5 separate regions of the Mus musculus genome follow, and regions 1, 3, 4 and 5 are each linked to region 2. A link is a contact called in public promoter capture Hi-C data. All regions are on one chromosome and are shown on one strand. The core of a region is the stretch at or near the end of the contact, and the rest is flanking DNA. Distances in the headings are between cores, read along the strand shown. Region 1 holds the start of Faim (Fas apoptotic inhibitory molecule). Region 2 holds the start of U2surp (U2 snRNP-associated SURP domain containing). Region 3 holds the start of Plscr2 (phospholipid scramblase 2). Region 4 holds the start of Cep70 (centrosomal protein 70). Region 5 holds the start of 4930579K19Rik (RIKEN cDNA 4930579K19 gene).

Evidence for each region. Promoter capture Hi-C pulls out the DNA fragments that hold promoters and counts their contacts.
Region 1: a promoter capture Hi-C map of pre-B cells shows a contact between it and region 2, with 6 times the contacts expected there. The contact joins the promoter of Faim here to the promoter of U2surp in region 2. A contact is called at or near these places in 1 of 39 promoter capture datasets (pre-B cells) and 2 of 484 Hi-C or Micro-C datasets (CD4 T cells and CD8 T cells).
Region 3: a contact with region 2 is called in a promoter capture Hi-C map of the HPC-7 cell line. The contact joins the promoter of Plscr2 here to the promoter of U2surp in region 2. A contact is called at or near these places in 2 of 39 promoter capture datasets (the HPC-7 cell line and cranial neural crest).
Region 4: a contact with region 2 is called in a promoter capture Hi-C map of pre-B cells, with 4 times the contacts expected there. The contact joins the promoter of Cep70 here to the promoter of U2surp in region 2. A contact is called at or near these places in 2 of 39 promoter capture datasets (erythroid cells and pre-B cells) and 1 of 484 Hi-C or Micro-C datasets (CD4 T cells).
Region 5: a contact with region 2 is called in a promoter capture Hi-C map of pre-B cells. The contact joins the promoter of 4930579K19Rik here to the promoter of U2surp in region 2. A contact is called at or near these places in 1 of 39 promoter capture datasets (pre-B cells) and 1 of 484 Hi-C or Micro-C datasets (CD4 T cells).

The regions. Positions count from the first base shown.
Region 1 is chr9:98,985,080-98,987,779 of GRCm38.p6, reverse strand. It overlaps Faim (Fas apoptotic inhibitory molecule), which reads right to left and starts at 1,407. Exons shown (of 5, transcript NM_011810.3): 1 at 1,268-1,407.
Region 2 is chr9:95,510,562-95,513,261 of GRCm38.p6, reverse strand. It overlaps U2surp (U2 snRNP-associated SURP domain containing), which reads left to right and starts at 1,266. Exons shown (of 28, transcript NM_001357974.1): 1 at 1,266-1,445. The coding sequence starts at 1,401.
Region 3 is chr9:92,274,199-92,276,898 of GRCm38.p6, reverse strand. Plscr2 (phospholipid scramblase 2) reads right to left here and starts at 1,297. Exons shown (of 8, transcript NM_008880.3): 1 at 886-1,297.
Region 4 is chr9:99,242,037-99,244,736 of GRCm38.p6, reverse strand. It overlaps Cep70 (centrosomal protein 70), which reads right to left and starts at 1,396. Exons shown (of 18, transcript NM_023873.4): 1 at 1,247-1,396.
Region 5 is chr9:98,562,241-98,564,940 of GRCm38.p6, reverse strand. It overlaps 4930579K19Rik (RIKEN cDNA 4930579K19 gene), which reads left to right and starts at 1,330. Exons shown (of 1, transcript NR_029444.1): 1 at 1,330-2,481. Copb2 (coatomer protein complex, subunit beta 2 (beta prime)) reads right to left here and starts at 1,210. Exons shown (of 22, transcript NM_015827.2): 1 at 1,118-1,210. The coding sequence starts at 1,120.

The DNA.
Region 1 (2,700 bases), core at 158-2,657, 3.5 Mb before region 2:
ACCTCTGCAAGGGTCCTGCTTTGGGATTCCACTACAAGTTTGTTTTTTTGTTTGTGTGTTTGACCGGAAGTTCCAACAGTCTTGTGGCTTGTGATCTTACACACTTCAAGTTCAGTACTTTCAAAGCTCATTGGAGTTGCTCTCTTGGCCCAACAGGGTTTTTTCTTAATTTACTTTGGTTGTGATCAATATAATTCATATTATACCTTGTTATTATACCTTCATATTACCACTTGTTTCACACCTGTGTTCTGACCCCACCACTCTGTCCTAAGCCTCACCATGACCTGCACAGGTCTGCTTTTAGCAGAAAACCTTATATGGAATAACAACCCCCAGATCACTAACGATGATTTTACTATATACTGTATTTCCAAAATCCATTCGGTATTTCAGAAACGGTGCTTATCTAATCTAATTATGATGACGTCACCAGACACTAACACCGCCCACAATGACATTTACATGAGCATTGGTTGCAGTACAAGGCAATTTTCAAATTTTCAGACTTGTGTTTACTCGCTGTTACAGGTGACAGATTGAATGCAACGTTAGATGGTTAAACAGCAAAACAACTCAAGTTACCTGTCCCACCATCTTCCACCTTGAGTACAGCGTAATTTCGCTGGGTTTCATTGAACCAATTCATTCTATACCTGAGACAGGTCTCCAAGTCAGCCTTTGCATGAGAAAAACAACAGAATTCTAGGAAGAGACTATAGAATCCCACTCTGCCCGCTGTAAGATAACAGGCTCCTTCATTAAGCAACTCGAGTTGAGCTTATTGCAACACTAGAGCGATTCAGGAATAAATCTGTCCCTAAAGCCAACCTCCACGAAGGAAGTAGCCACAGCCAGCAAGGATGCTGCAGTGAGCTGCTCTCAAGAGCTCCCGACCACCGAGCGAGGTTAGCTCGGCCTCCTACAACCCCTGGAGGTACGTGTAGGTAGGTACTTGTAGGTACCTCTCCGGGGTATTTGGGCCAAGGGCCGCCTGGGACGCAGTCAGGAGCGGCACCGAGACTCGGACACGTCCGAAGCCCGAGAACTCCGGACCGCGCCACGAATACTGCGCCGAGGCACCGGAGGGTCCGCAGCTTCGGGTGGCCGCCCCACACCCCTTCTTTCCGGGGCCTCTTGCCCTGAGCCCACACTGCGGCTTGCTGTCTGCCGACCGAGGCCTGGGCACCACGCATCTCGGAGCCCGCTCGGCCAGGCCGAGCTGGAAGCGCCCGCCGAAGCTGCCAGCACCGTCTCCCGCGCTCACCTGCTCCGCGCGCCGCCACCGGCTCCCGATCCCACGACGTAGTCAGCAGCTCTCGCGGCCGCGCCCACCGGGCTCCAGCACCCGCATGCCGGGCGCCCAGCCTCCTACTGCCTTCCGGGCTCAACGAGACCCCGCCCACTGCCCTACTGCGCCTGCGCGAGTGCGAGAGCCCTTTTCAGAGGCTCCGCCCACGCTCCGCGCGAAAACCAATTCCCGGTGTCCGCCTCCATAGGCCCCGCCTACCCTCCGCTTTGGGGCCAATCCTGCTCCTGCTGTGCGCCGCTCTGCGCCCTTGTGCACAGTTGAGCGCTCTGCGGTGCGCCCTGCTGCGCCGCTGCTGCCCCTAGGCCCTGTGGGTGTCACTTTCTTGTTTGTTGTGCAGGTCTGACAGCAGCTTTTGTAGCCTTCCGGATAACCCGCACCTCCGGGAGAGGCAACTCGTCCGCTGAGACCCTTTGTTCCCACTGCCCTGCCGGCCTTCCATTCTCTGCTATAAGAACGGTCATTTTAGGTGGAAGAGTCCAGCCTTTGAAACCCTCTGTACGACCACAGGGGTCGTTTGGCTGCCGAGCCTTACACCTAGCCCAGAGGTTTTTGCTCGCCTTGTCTCCCTATTTTATATATACTTCTTCCTTTAGTGAGATGTTTGAATTTCACTTACTGACAGACAAACCTTAGGGAAAGAGTATAGAGTTCAATAATATAATAGGGCGTTTAGTTATCCTGGGTGAGGTCGTGGGTTATGTAAATTATTTTTAGTGTATATAATACATATGTACAAACACACAACCACTGAATTGTCCCTAATGCTATTGTAAAGTCTCAGACAAACAGGTAAGTAAGTAATGTCGGATAGAATCTACAGTTTCATTTATATAAAGGGAACGAACCAATGAGAGATTTTTTTTAAGTCTGATAAAGATTTAATTTGGGAGTGTTTGTGCCTGTTTAGTTGATATTTAAGAGAATCTCACTACGTAATTCATAAGAGCCTCACACTTGGATTCCAGACCCTCCTGCCTCAGTCTCCCCAGTGCTTGGATCACCATGCCTATCTACCCAGCCCTCAGGAGGTTGAAACAGGAGGATTGCAAGTTCCAGGCTACCCTAAGCTTTATAACTAAGCCTTGTTTCAAAAAACTAAAGTAGTAAAATTTAATGAAGCAGAAGTTTCAGGCACGGTATCTGCAACATTAAAGAACACTGGTCTACTTAATATTCTGAAATTTCTGACTGTCATGGCAATAAATTTTTTTTAAAGAAAAGAATAGACAAATGGGAGAGAACTGGACAAAACAGATGGCAGACACATTGTACCCCTTACATAAAAGAGTTTCTATGAATAGATTTTTAAAATGCCAAATGGTGTTTTTCAATTATTGGTGAAATGTTCAAGTAGGATATTAGAAGGACAGGGAATATAAATGGTCAAT
Region 2 (2,700 bases), core at 17-2,516:
ATAGAGTGAGTTCCAGGACAGCCAGGACTACACAGAGAAACCCTGTCTTGAAAAAACCAAAATAAATAAATAAATAAATATCAATAAAATCTGGTGGTAGGCGATGAGGTATAAATAAGCCAGGTACCAGAGATAGAAACCGTAGTAACAGGAAGCCAACGATCAGAAAGTAACGGTTGCTATGCATGAAAGTACAGTATAATACGGTTCTGTGCCCTCCAGCCCAAATGAATTTATTTCCATTCTCAGGTCCTGTCACACATCTCCAATTCTGAGCCTCTTCTCTAGGTCTGACCCTTATCTGTAACTGAAATCTAGGTGATGGCACACACGTTTTCTCCCAGCACTTGGGAGACAGATCTCCGAGTTTGAGGTCAGCCTGGTCTACAGCACAGGGACAGCCAGGGGTGGAATGCCGACAAACTGGAAAAACCCAAATCAAACCAAACTTACTCATTCCCCGCTTCCCTTCAATTAACAAAAAGCTTAGACATGGTGGCCCAAGACTAATTCCCAGGACCTGAGGCGGGAAAATCAGCAGTTCAAGGCTATCTTCTGCTACACAACTTTTGCGACTATGCTTCAAAGAAATAGGTGCGGGTAGCCAGAAGTCTCAGAGGGAAAAAGGCACTTGCTGAGCAAACCTGCCAACCTCATTTCGATCCCCAAATCCCACCAACTCCTTCAAACTGTCCTTTAACCTCCCCACAGTTGCTAGGGCGTGCCTGTACTGCACAGTAACAATAAACATGCTCGTTTTAGAACAGCGTCTATATTACGATCCATCCCTCCCCAACTCCATGCCCAGTCTATGCAGGTACCATGCTCCGACGTCCTAAACAGTTTTTATCCTATTTCCCTGTTTTTTCTCAACTCTGAAGTCACTGCTCACCATTTTTTAACGTGAGCAGATTGCAAATTTGCCTTGCCACCAAGGCCTGTGCCCCCTGGGGGATCGTGCGGCAAAGTGTCTCGACGAACTGCCTCATCAGCTGAGGTGAGACGCTCGGCTCACGTGGCTACTGCAGTTGCTTTAAAAGAGCAGCTTCCTTCCCCCCTCAGGAAGTAGAACCCGCTCGCATCTAACGCCGGTTGGCTCTGGGAGGAAAATGACTGAATTATCAGTTGGCCTTGAAAGTCGGGTCAAGGAGAGTCCCTAAATTCCGCAGGCGCGTGACGTGACTGGGCGCCGCAATTCACCGGAAGGCGAGCGGGGTGGGCGGGGCGCGTAAAAGCGCCTCGACGCGGAAGTCACGCGGCCCCGGCGCCGCGGAGGTCTCCGTCTCGGCGTTCGGCTATTCGGCCTGGCAGCCTTTCTGGCGCGCTCGGCTGCTATCTGTTCTCTCGGTGCTCGACTCACCCGCGCTGCTGCCTCCGCTGAAGGAGGAGCAAAGCTCAAGATGGCCGACAAAACGCCAGGCGGATCTCAGAAGGCCAGTTCAAAGGTAGTTTCTTAGAGATCTCCGTCAGTCAGGGGGGTCTCTCACCGTGGTCGAGGGCCTACAGAAGCCTCTGGCCTTCGAGGGTTTCCTGGGGCGAGGGGCTGAGGCCTGTTGGCCACAGTGGGCCTGGCACCGCTGCACCAAGGTGCGCAGGTTGAGAGGCCCGAGCGCGCGTCCGTCCCGACTGGGATTCAGCCCCACACCAGCGTGCCTGGTGGCGAGCGGGGCTGGTCACCTCGTTCGGCTTTGTGGGTCAGAGCAGTGGTTCCGAGGTGGTCCGGCGTCCTTGTATCACCCCTTGCTGCTCTCGGAGGCTGCGGGCTAGAGGCTGGGAGAGGCGGGAAGGTTCCCGGTCTTAGATGCCTGTTTCTTCCCCCCTCGTCCTCCCTTCTTTACTTTGGCTCTTACTCGTTCCTGGCCTTACACGGTTTCTCTCCTTGCCGTCCAGGAAATTAGGCTGGACGGGTTGCAAGGGTGTGCGAGAGACCCGCCAGTGGAGGGCCTGGGGTTGGGACGTGCGGAGGGAGCCGCTCTCTGAGCCTCAGGGTTAGAGCCACACTTCCCATGTGATTTTCCTCCCACTTCCCGGGAAGTGAAAAGTGAACAACATCCCTCTTGAGGGCCGCAGACTCAGGGTCTCAAGCAGTATGTGGGGTTTCCATTGGAAAGGGAAACTACGGTAGACGTGGAAATTGCCCAAATGCCCTTACATGTGAGTTTATAGGGAGCCCTGTGCATTGCTTGGGAAACCGTTGAACTGTAATTAAGCGTTAGTAAGGTTGGGTTAACAATTGGTGTTAGTTGCCATTTTGGCCAGCGTGTTTAATCCCATTTATTTACTTATCTATTTTGGATTATTTTGCTTGGAGATTCTCGTCCCCATCTCGGTATTAAAGATGCCTAAGTACTGCCATAAACCAGTGGCGAGGCTTGAGATGCAGAGATAAGGAGTTGGATAACATTTAAAGAGTCTCGGAACGTAAAGTGTATGATTATCTGTTTGCATTTGCTGTTTGGTTTGAGAAACAAACCAAACTTGCTCTCTTTCTAATAAGGCTGACGTTTATTTATTTGTTAATTTTTAAATTTTTGCCATTTTGCTGAATGATTGCCCCAGATTTACTTAGCAAGTAGTAAAGGTCTTACTAGACATTCTTCAGAACTATGGGAGGGCCCAGTTCTGGTTGTCCTTACACCAGACCTTTACTGTAAGTCAGCTTCCTTTTTCTCCAGTAGTTTTTCCCCTCCTTCCCTTTCT
Region 3 (2,700 bases), core at 48-2,547, 3.2 Mb after region 2:
GCATAGCTCCTGGCTTAAAGCACCCTGTACAAATGGTATAGACTCTGGCCAGGGGGATAACAAGCAGAGGCATAAGGTAATAGCAGTCACTAGACCAGAAATGATATTCGTAAAAGGTTAATAAAATATGCTGCAAGAAAGAGGCAAGCAGACTCTCAAAACACCCTCTTAAAAGGGAATGTGTGTCTAACTAAAACCGATAAGAACAATTACTGGCCTTAACGCTCCTGCTTTGTCTATAGATATGCGGGTACTCCACTTGCTTGTTAAATAATATGGTTTATAGCTATAACTGTCTTTTGAGAGTGGCCCTTGGAGGTGAGCTATCTGGGCCAAGTTACTCTTGAACGTATGTGTGAGACCTCCCAGGTACTGGTTCCAACTGCCAGCTGTCAAAGTCTGATTACTCAGTCATGAGGAGTCGCTGTACTTTCGGCCTCTTTGTGTCTAAAATTAACGGGGTTGTTTGTTTGTTTTACAAAAGTACAAGAGGTGCCTCTGACCTCCAATAAGTTAAGAGCCTTCTCCTAATAAAACAGGAAATTTTGTTTACAACCAAGAGGCTTGAAATGGAAAGAAATAGAACACATAAAGGCAATATCCACTGGACAAGTGAATAACTGGCTGGCTGCTTGTTACAAGATACAGGAAAATAACCCGAAACTCCTACCTGCCCACAGACAAACCTGACTGAACTACATTTTACCTCTCCAGGCAGAGGTACTTCCCTTGCCCGTGTGCCCACCTCCCCTTCCCAGTCACCTTCTTGGTCACCTTTCCTAACTTCCAGCTTAAATCTCCACCCTCAGATTTCTCTTCGCAGGGCTTATAAAAGTTCTGGGTCCGGTGAAGGTCATGGATCTCTTTAGAGGGCATCTGGCTTACCTTTCTCATGCAGCTCCAAGTGAGGCGAATTCCTAGAATCCTAGCACCAGCAGCGACTCAGCTCTCCAGACTCCTCTCAGAAAGGCATAGGTGCTGCACTACTCCACTAGACTAAAGTCAGGGAGAAAAAGCACCTGGACTTTGAGGCAGTTTAGGTTTTGTTTCCTGAGTCTTTAGATTTCCTTTTCCTGACTGGAAAGATACGCAACCAAATTGAAACCCTGTCTGAGTTCTAAGTCCTTTGAGAATTGTTAGCTGCTCCTGGCAGAGGCTCTCAGTAGAAATGAATATCTGGTCTGTGCACAGTTCTGGAACGCCAAAGGAACACTTACTGGCATTCCCTTTACTCTGACCTCCACTGCATTCTTCAAATGCTGGCACTGATTCAAAAGGAGACTCAGGAATGCTTTCCCTTCCTTCTTGTTTTGTTTTGTTTTGTTTTGTGTTAGGAGAGTCAGAGTGCATATCCCGATAGTTCTCAAATGCCTAACTTCTTCTACTGAGTACCAGCAGGAGCCGGTAGGACCACCAATATTATTTTTCCTTATTATATTTTTGTCACAATCTTGGGACAGTTGTTCACATTCAGGTGAATGAGCCTCTTTGAGACGGAGTCTCCCTATGACTGTTATGGGTCTGGGGTCACTCCGAGATTCACCACCACCACAGGTAAGTTTTAATAAGAGGCTTTATTAAATACTGCCACTCGATATTCATGGCACCAGAACGGCAACCCAGAGTGCTCTCCAGATGCAACAGCTAGTCATATCAAGCCAAACCCACAAGACTGCTTGTGTTTTGTCTACCTGGAGGCAGAGTCTAATTTTAACATATATGTCTTGTAGATGTTCTAGTCATTGAGAAGAGTATGCAAGCTTGAGTACAAAAGCTGGAAATAGTCTCTTTAGTAGGTCTCAAACCAGAGACAAAGGGCTGAGTTCCATTAACATATGAAATTGAATGCTGGCTACCTGGTTCTCCCTGCATCCCTCACTCCCTACCCGTTTCAGGGCCTGACTGCCATATTTGGTTTGGTACCCTAAATTCTCCTCCAGCCAACAGGCTGGGCTGCTCTTCCCTATAAAATCCAATCATGTAAGTTACCTGGATGTTTTTTTGGTTTGCCTTGCTTTTTGTTTGGTTTGTGGTTGTTGTTTTTTAGGTGTTTTCCTTGTTTGTTTGGTTTGTTGTTGTTGTTTTGTTTTGTTTTTTGGTCTATCCTTTACCCTCTTGGCCAGTCTCTTGTCCCCGGCTATCCCCTCCTTAGTTGGCAGACCATCTCTTATCTCCCTTCTACTGCCTTCCTCTTCCCCTCCCCTCTCCTCACATGGCCCAGCTCAGCCTGTCTGTGTGGTGCACTCTGGACTCTCCCTTTTCAGTGCTTTCGTGACCTCTCAACCACAGTAAAGTCTAAACTTTAAGTGTACTTGTTAATCATCAGACACCTCACTTCCTGAGTTCGCTTTTCTTTCACACAAAGCTGGACTGTTTCTCCTGCCTCCCTTCACTGCTCCCCACAAAATGACTACAGAATTTTTAAAAACTCCTCAACAGATAAAAATTCTAGAGAGGGACTAGTAGAGCTCCTGATAGGCAGACAAAGGGGGGGGGGGAGCGGGGGAGCCATGACTACATAATGAAAGGCTTCTTCCTCACCCTTGATCAGAGGTGAAAACCAGTCAGCCTAAACCAAGGGCCTCAAAGAGGGTTTCTCCTCTCCTTAGCCTCTCATCCCCTCACCCCTGCTGATGGATTCTCTGGACAAGTTCACCAGATCAGATCAGGCCATGTTTATATAACAGTTGTGGACCGATC
Region 4 (2,700 bases), core at 147-2,646, 3.7 Mb before region 2:
GAGGATCTGTTAAAATACAACACATACTAAAATTTTATAGCCAGGCAATGGTGGTGTGCACTCAGGAGGCAGAGGCAGGAGGATCTCTGTGAGTTCTAGGTGAGCTGGGTCTAGAGAGCTAGTTCCAGGACAGCCAAGGCTACATAAAGAAATCTTGCCTCAAAAAACAAAAAACAAAAACAAAAAAAAAAAAAAAACAAAACCCCCATAAATATAATAGCTGGGTGTGGTGGTGTTTAGCTGTAACCCCAGCATTTCAGAGGTTGGAGGATCAGGAATTCAATGTCGTCCTCAGACGGCCTGCATGAAACCTTGCCTTAACGTGAATCAACAATTCAATTCCAACAACATTGCAACTTGCTCTTCACGGTTTACCATTTACTAGCTATTTACTATTTACAAAAATCCATGCAATGCACAAGATTGAAACCAATGCCTGCAGCGCTGATATGATTACAAAATAAAGTGGCAGGCTAGAGAGACAGCTCAGTGGGTAAAGGCACTTGTCCCAAGAAAGCTTGAGAAGCAATCCTCAGAATCCACAGGAGGCGAGAATTCTGTAACCCCGGGCCTCCTGTAGGGAGATCGGACTCTGCAGCTCTCCCCTCCATCCCCTACAGTATGCAGAAAAACAAAAGACCTTGTCTCAAACAAGGTAGAGGCAATGACCGACGCCCAAGGTTGTCCTCTTTCTCTACGTCTGCACCGTGGCGTGAACAATTATTGATTAGTTGATAATAGTGGGAACCTTGATTAGGCTTTGCTGTGTTTTTCACATTAATCAACGTGGACCCACATAAAGGCGGAGTCCTTAAATTTGTAATGAGTCTGACAGGAGGGGTACTCGCCTACCCTTTACTCCGCGATCTCCCACTTGGCTCCAAATCGCTATCACCTGACAGCGCCGCAAAGAGAACTGGAGCTAGCCCGGAACCCAGCCGATTCCATGTAGGAGTCTAAGCTCAGTTCCTGCTTCCTCTACCAGGTCGCACACCTTCAACACTCGGCTGGGAGAAGAGGTTGAGTGAGGAGCGAGGGACACAAAGCGACGGGCGGGCTCCCCGCAGGGAGGTCCACGCCCACACCTGCACGCGCATTTCCTAGCTAGCGCGTAGGAGCCGGGGCGACTCCATTCTGAGGGCCCTGGCTGGTGAGTGGGACGCTCCGGATTCCGGAGAAGCCACCTTTGGGCGTGCACCTGAAGGGGGCCCACGTAAAGTCCTCGGCGACCCCAAGCGCCACTCACCTCGGTCACAGCCCGTGGCTTCCACCGCGCTCGCCCCCGCGGCCTAAGCCCCGCCTACGCGACCGTTAGCGCAGCCAGGCTGACCAATCGAACTGACGCAGTCGATGGCCTCCCAGCGGGGCGGGACAACACCACCTGGCGCGCCGGGAAGGCGGGTCCACGCCGCGCTCTATCGTTAGCTCCGCCCACGGGGCGGGGCTTCTTCCCGCCTCCACTCCCACCGGACCCGGACTTGCTGCGGCTACTTTGTAGCAGGCGCTTTGACACTTCCTGGACGCTCCGCCTGATAGTCGCTCAGTCACCATGGTGTTTCTTTGATCCCCGAGAAGCTAGAAATACACACATTTGCGGTTGCAAGTGAAAGTGAGGCCGGGGCTGCCTTATTATCACTGGATGCCTGCGCTCCCTACAGCTCCCCCTCACGCCCTGACTGCGAGCCTTTTTCAGGAACTGTCTGCACGGGGCAACCCCAATAAGCATTTCTTGATAACATTTCACCTTCTCCTTGAATATTTTCAAAGGTCTACGAAGAACTGAGATGCCTGCCTGACGAAGCTCAGTCTAGATAGGCAGTTTGGGCTCCTGTTAGACACTGATAAGACTGGTTAATAAAGGGTTTGTGGCTACAGAGATAAAAGATTACATAAGGACATGAGGCACAACTCTTGCTTCAACTTTAGATAAGCTGAAAAGCCTTGAAAACGATCTATGGGCCTCCAGGTTAATTAAGTCAAGATCTCTAAAGTGGGGCCCACACGTCCAGAGTTTATATGGTTCCCCGAAGTGATTCTAATGTATAGCCAGGAGGGAGAACCAACTGTCCGCTGAGAAATAATTAAGACTGATTCTAAACCTGGTGGGGAAGAGGGACTGGAGATGTAGATCAGTTGGTAGAATTCAGCGTCCGGGAAGCCCTTGGGTTTGATTCTTCAACACGGCCTAAGACAGGCGAGCTGACACGTGCCTGTAATTCCAGAATTTAGGAGGTACAGGCAGATCAGGAGTTCAAGGTCATCCCTGGCTTTATAGCAAAAGTCAAGACCACCGGAAGCTACAGGAGGCCTTGGCTCAAGGAAAAAAATAAAACGAAGGTCCTTCTCCACTCTTTTCAAAAACCAAAAGTGGGTTAAGAAATCCAAAATATGTAAGGGAAAAAAAATCATGTTCGCAGTCTAAAGGATGACCTCGAGTTTTCAGGAATCTACCATCGTTGTCCTTGCAACTTACAGCCACACGGTGGCGGTATTGACAACAGGCATTTCCAGAAGGACTTGGGAAATGCAAGTCCCATCAGGGTCTTAGTGACCCTAATACATCAACTAAAGTGACTCTCTCTGGGTGGTCCAAGGGCACATCTCTTAAGAGAGTACTGCTCTCAAGCCCACGTTTAGGCACACAGTGAGTCTAAACTGTGTGTGTTCTCTGCAAACACATCCCAATCCCTCTATTCCCCC
Region 5 (2,700 bases), core at 81-2,580, 3.1 Mb before region 2:
CTCTTAGCATTCTGAGAATTAAAATCAGAGTTCAGTTAGAGCAGAGCACGGCTTATAGTAACCACCATAAACATTACTCATAATTATCCACAGGCTGCGGTGACAATCAGCTGGTAAATGTTTAGCAAAATGCAGGACAGTGAAATGCTCCTATGGTGAGTGAGCAAATAAATAAAGTCATGTTTTGTACTTTTTACTCGAGACTTAAAATACAGCCATCTTTTAGTATCTCTGCACATGGTTCCAGTATCCTCCACCAAATCAAAACGCTCACGTTCAGTTATTTAAGTGCTTATAATTTACCCATCACTCCTGGTCATCTCTAGATTAGTTAGAACACCGATACAGGGGTCAAAGTTGTAAAGAGTCGTTGTATACTATGACAGCACATGTTCACACAACAGTTTTCCTCAAATGTCTTCCACCGAAAGCTGGTTCAATGTGTGGGTATGGAACTCACAAACATTGAAGAAGGAAAGTCAATTTTTAATTGACTATTAAAAATATGTCTCAAAACTAAGTTAGGCAGATCTCAGGGCCTTCCCCAAAAAGGTCATCCTCTGTGTGCACAGAAGGCCCAATCAACATCAACTAGAAAACGACGAGCTGGGCTGCCATAGCATTTGAAATTTCACCTCTGGCTCCATATACATTTAACTTTGTTTAGTTCTGGTTTTCCTCTGCTTAAGTTTGCAATGTGGTGCCTGCACACTACCAAACACCTCACGCAACCTGGAAGGTGGGTTAGCAAGCACCACCCTCAATGACAGAATAAAGTGACTTGGTCAAAGTTGCCTTTGGCATCCGAGTCCTGACTCTAGCATTTACTTGCACTACCGGACCCGGTGCAGACTGCAAGGGCACTGACAGGCGCCCTGACCGCCCTGAGAGTCGGGGGCGCCGCTCCTTCGCGGGTACCCAGTTACACTACTGTGTCACCACGGCAGCCTCCCGGTCTGGCCTTCTTCCTCCCAGGACGCCAACGGGACAGGAGGACCCCGTCAGGCCGCAGCAGTAGCAGCGCAGACCGCTTCTAGCTACTGCTCCTAGCCAAGAAGCCCCGGGAACCCGCCGCAGCCGGTGGGCTCCACTCTCTGTCCCCTGAGGCCCGACTTACCATGGCTCCGACTGTCCGAGCGAGCCCCTGCCCGTCACAGGCTCAAGGCGACACACTCAGGAACCCACCGACCCGTGGACCGGCCAACCCACTGACGTGGAACTTCCGGGAAGCGACTCTCGCGGTACTCGGAGCCAGGCTCTGCGCCTGCGCACACCCTCCGTAAGGCGGTCCGTGCATGGTCCCGCCCCAGTTTCCTAGGTAACGCGGACTTCCGCGTCTCCCGCTGCTGAGCTGGCTGATGGAGTGTATTGCTGTGGCCAGAGTTGGGCGGTGACTAGCGGCGGTCTGGGCTGCTCACCTTCGGTCAGTTTCAGAAAGGCAAGAAGATGGAGCGCAGTGCTGGATTCCTGCTGAACGTCGGCAGCAGTGGAGGGGCCCGGAAGCGCTATCCGAACAGCGTGAGCCTCTGGCAGAGAAAAGAAAGCTCTAAAACTGTGTACTCCAGCGGGCTCCGGAACGGGGCCCAGAGCGGTGTCTGGGTCTTGGGTGAAACCGACCGAGGCGGAAAAGATGTGGGCGCGGCTCCCGCCTTTGAGGCTCCGAGGAGCCCTGAGATCTTGGTTCTGGAGGCTCCCGGAGGCAGTCGGGTGATTACCCTTCAAAGAGCATCCACCGGGTCGTTTGTTTGGCTATGTACCTTCAGTTGGTGGTACTGCCACATCACGTAGGAGTCGTCTCCGTTTTATTGATTGGAAATGTAAGACTCAAAGAACTCAGGTTTACTGGCCAAGATGGCATAGTAAGTAGTGTTGTTAAGATCTGGGCTCAGGGGAGAATACGCCCTGGAAGCCCAGTGCTCTATCTGCTATGCCAAAATAGCTCTTTAATAAATTAGTTGAATTTCAAAAAAATGATTGCCAGGAAAAGTGCAAATACATTGTGTATCGATTTCACACACCTTTTAAAAAGATAATGCTATGAAACAAATGGAAGTTGCCCTTAGCTCCTTATAAACCTCTAGTTGGAGAAAAGCCTAGGTTTCCAGAAAGGAATTGTATAGCCTGAGAGAAGTAAGGGTGAGTTTTCATTAGGTAGTGCCTGGCTCTTGGGAGATTTATAGGCCTCAGTTTTTCATATACAAAAAGTCAGATAGTTTTCAAAGATCCATTTTTACTATTCTGTCAGTAAAAACAAATTTTCTCTCAGTAATGAGATTTTTACATAATTGACATGAATAATCACATAATCGCATACTGTAGCGCAACCAATTGCAAGAATTAGTTGAAACTTTTTAAAATGTGAACTATATCTAGTGTGGAGAATAGCTGGGCTTCTATTATTTTTGATTCCTTAATTCTCTTTGCATTTTTAATTTGACACAGTATCAATAAATATAAAATAAAATAACATCTCCATTCCACAGAACCTGTTGATAATACTTAAATCTATATAACACCTGTAGTTTACCTGCTGGAGAGTTAAGCCCCCACCTGCCGTGCTCATTTTGTGTCTCCATCTTTTGCTGCTGCAGGTCAGCAACATCAAGTTCTGCAATAGTGACTATGATCAGCTCTTAGCCAGGCCATAGCGTACCCATGTAACCACAAACCTTGAAGATCTGCGAGTTCAATACCAGTTTC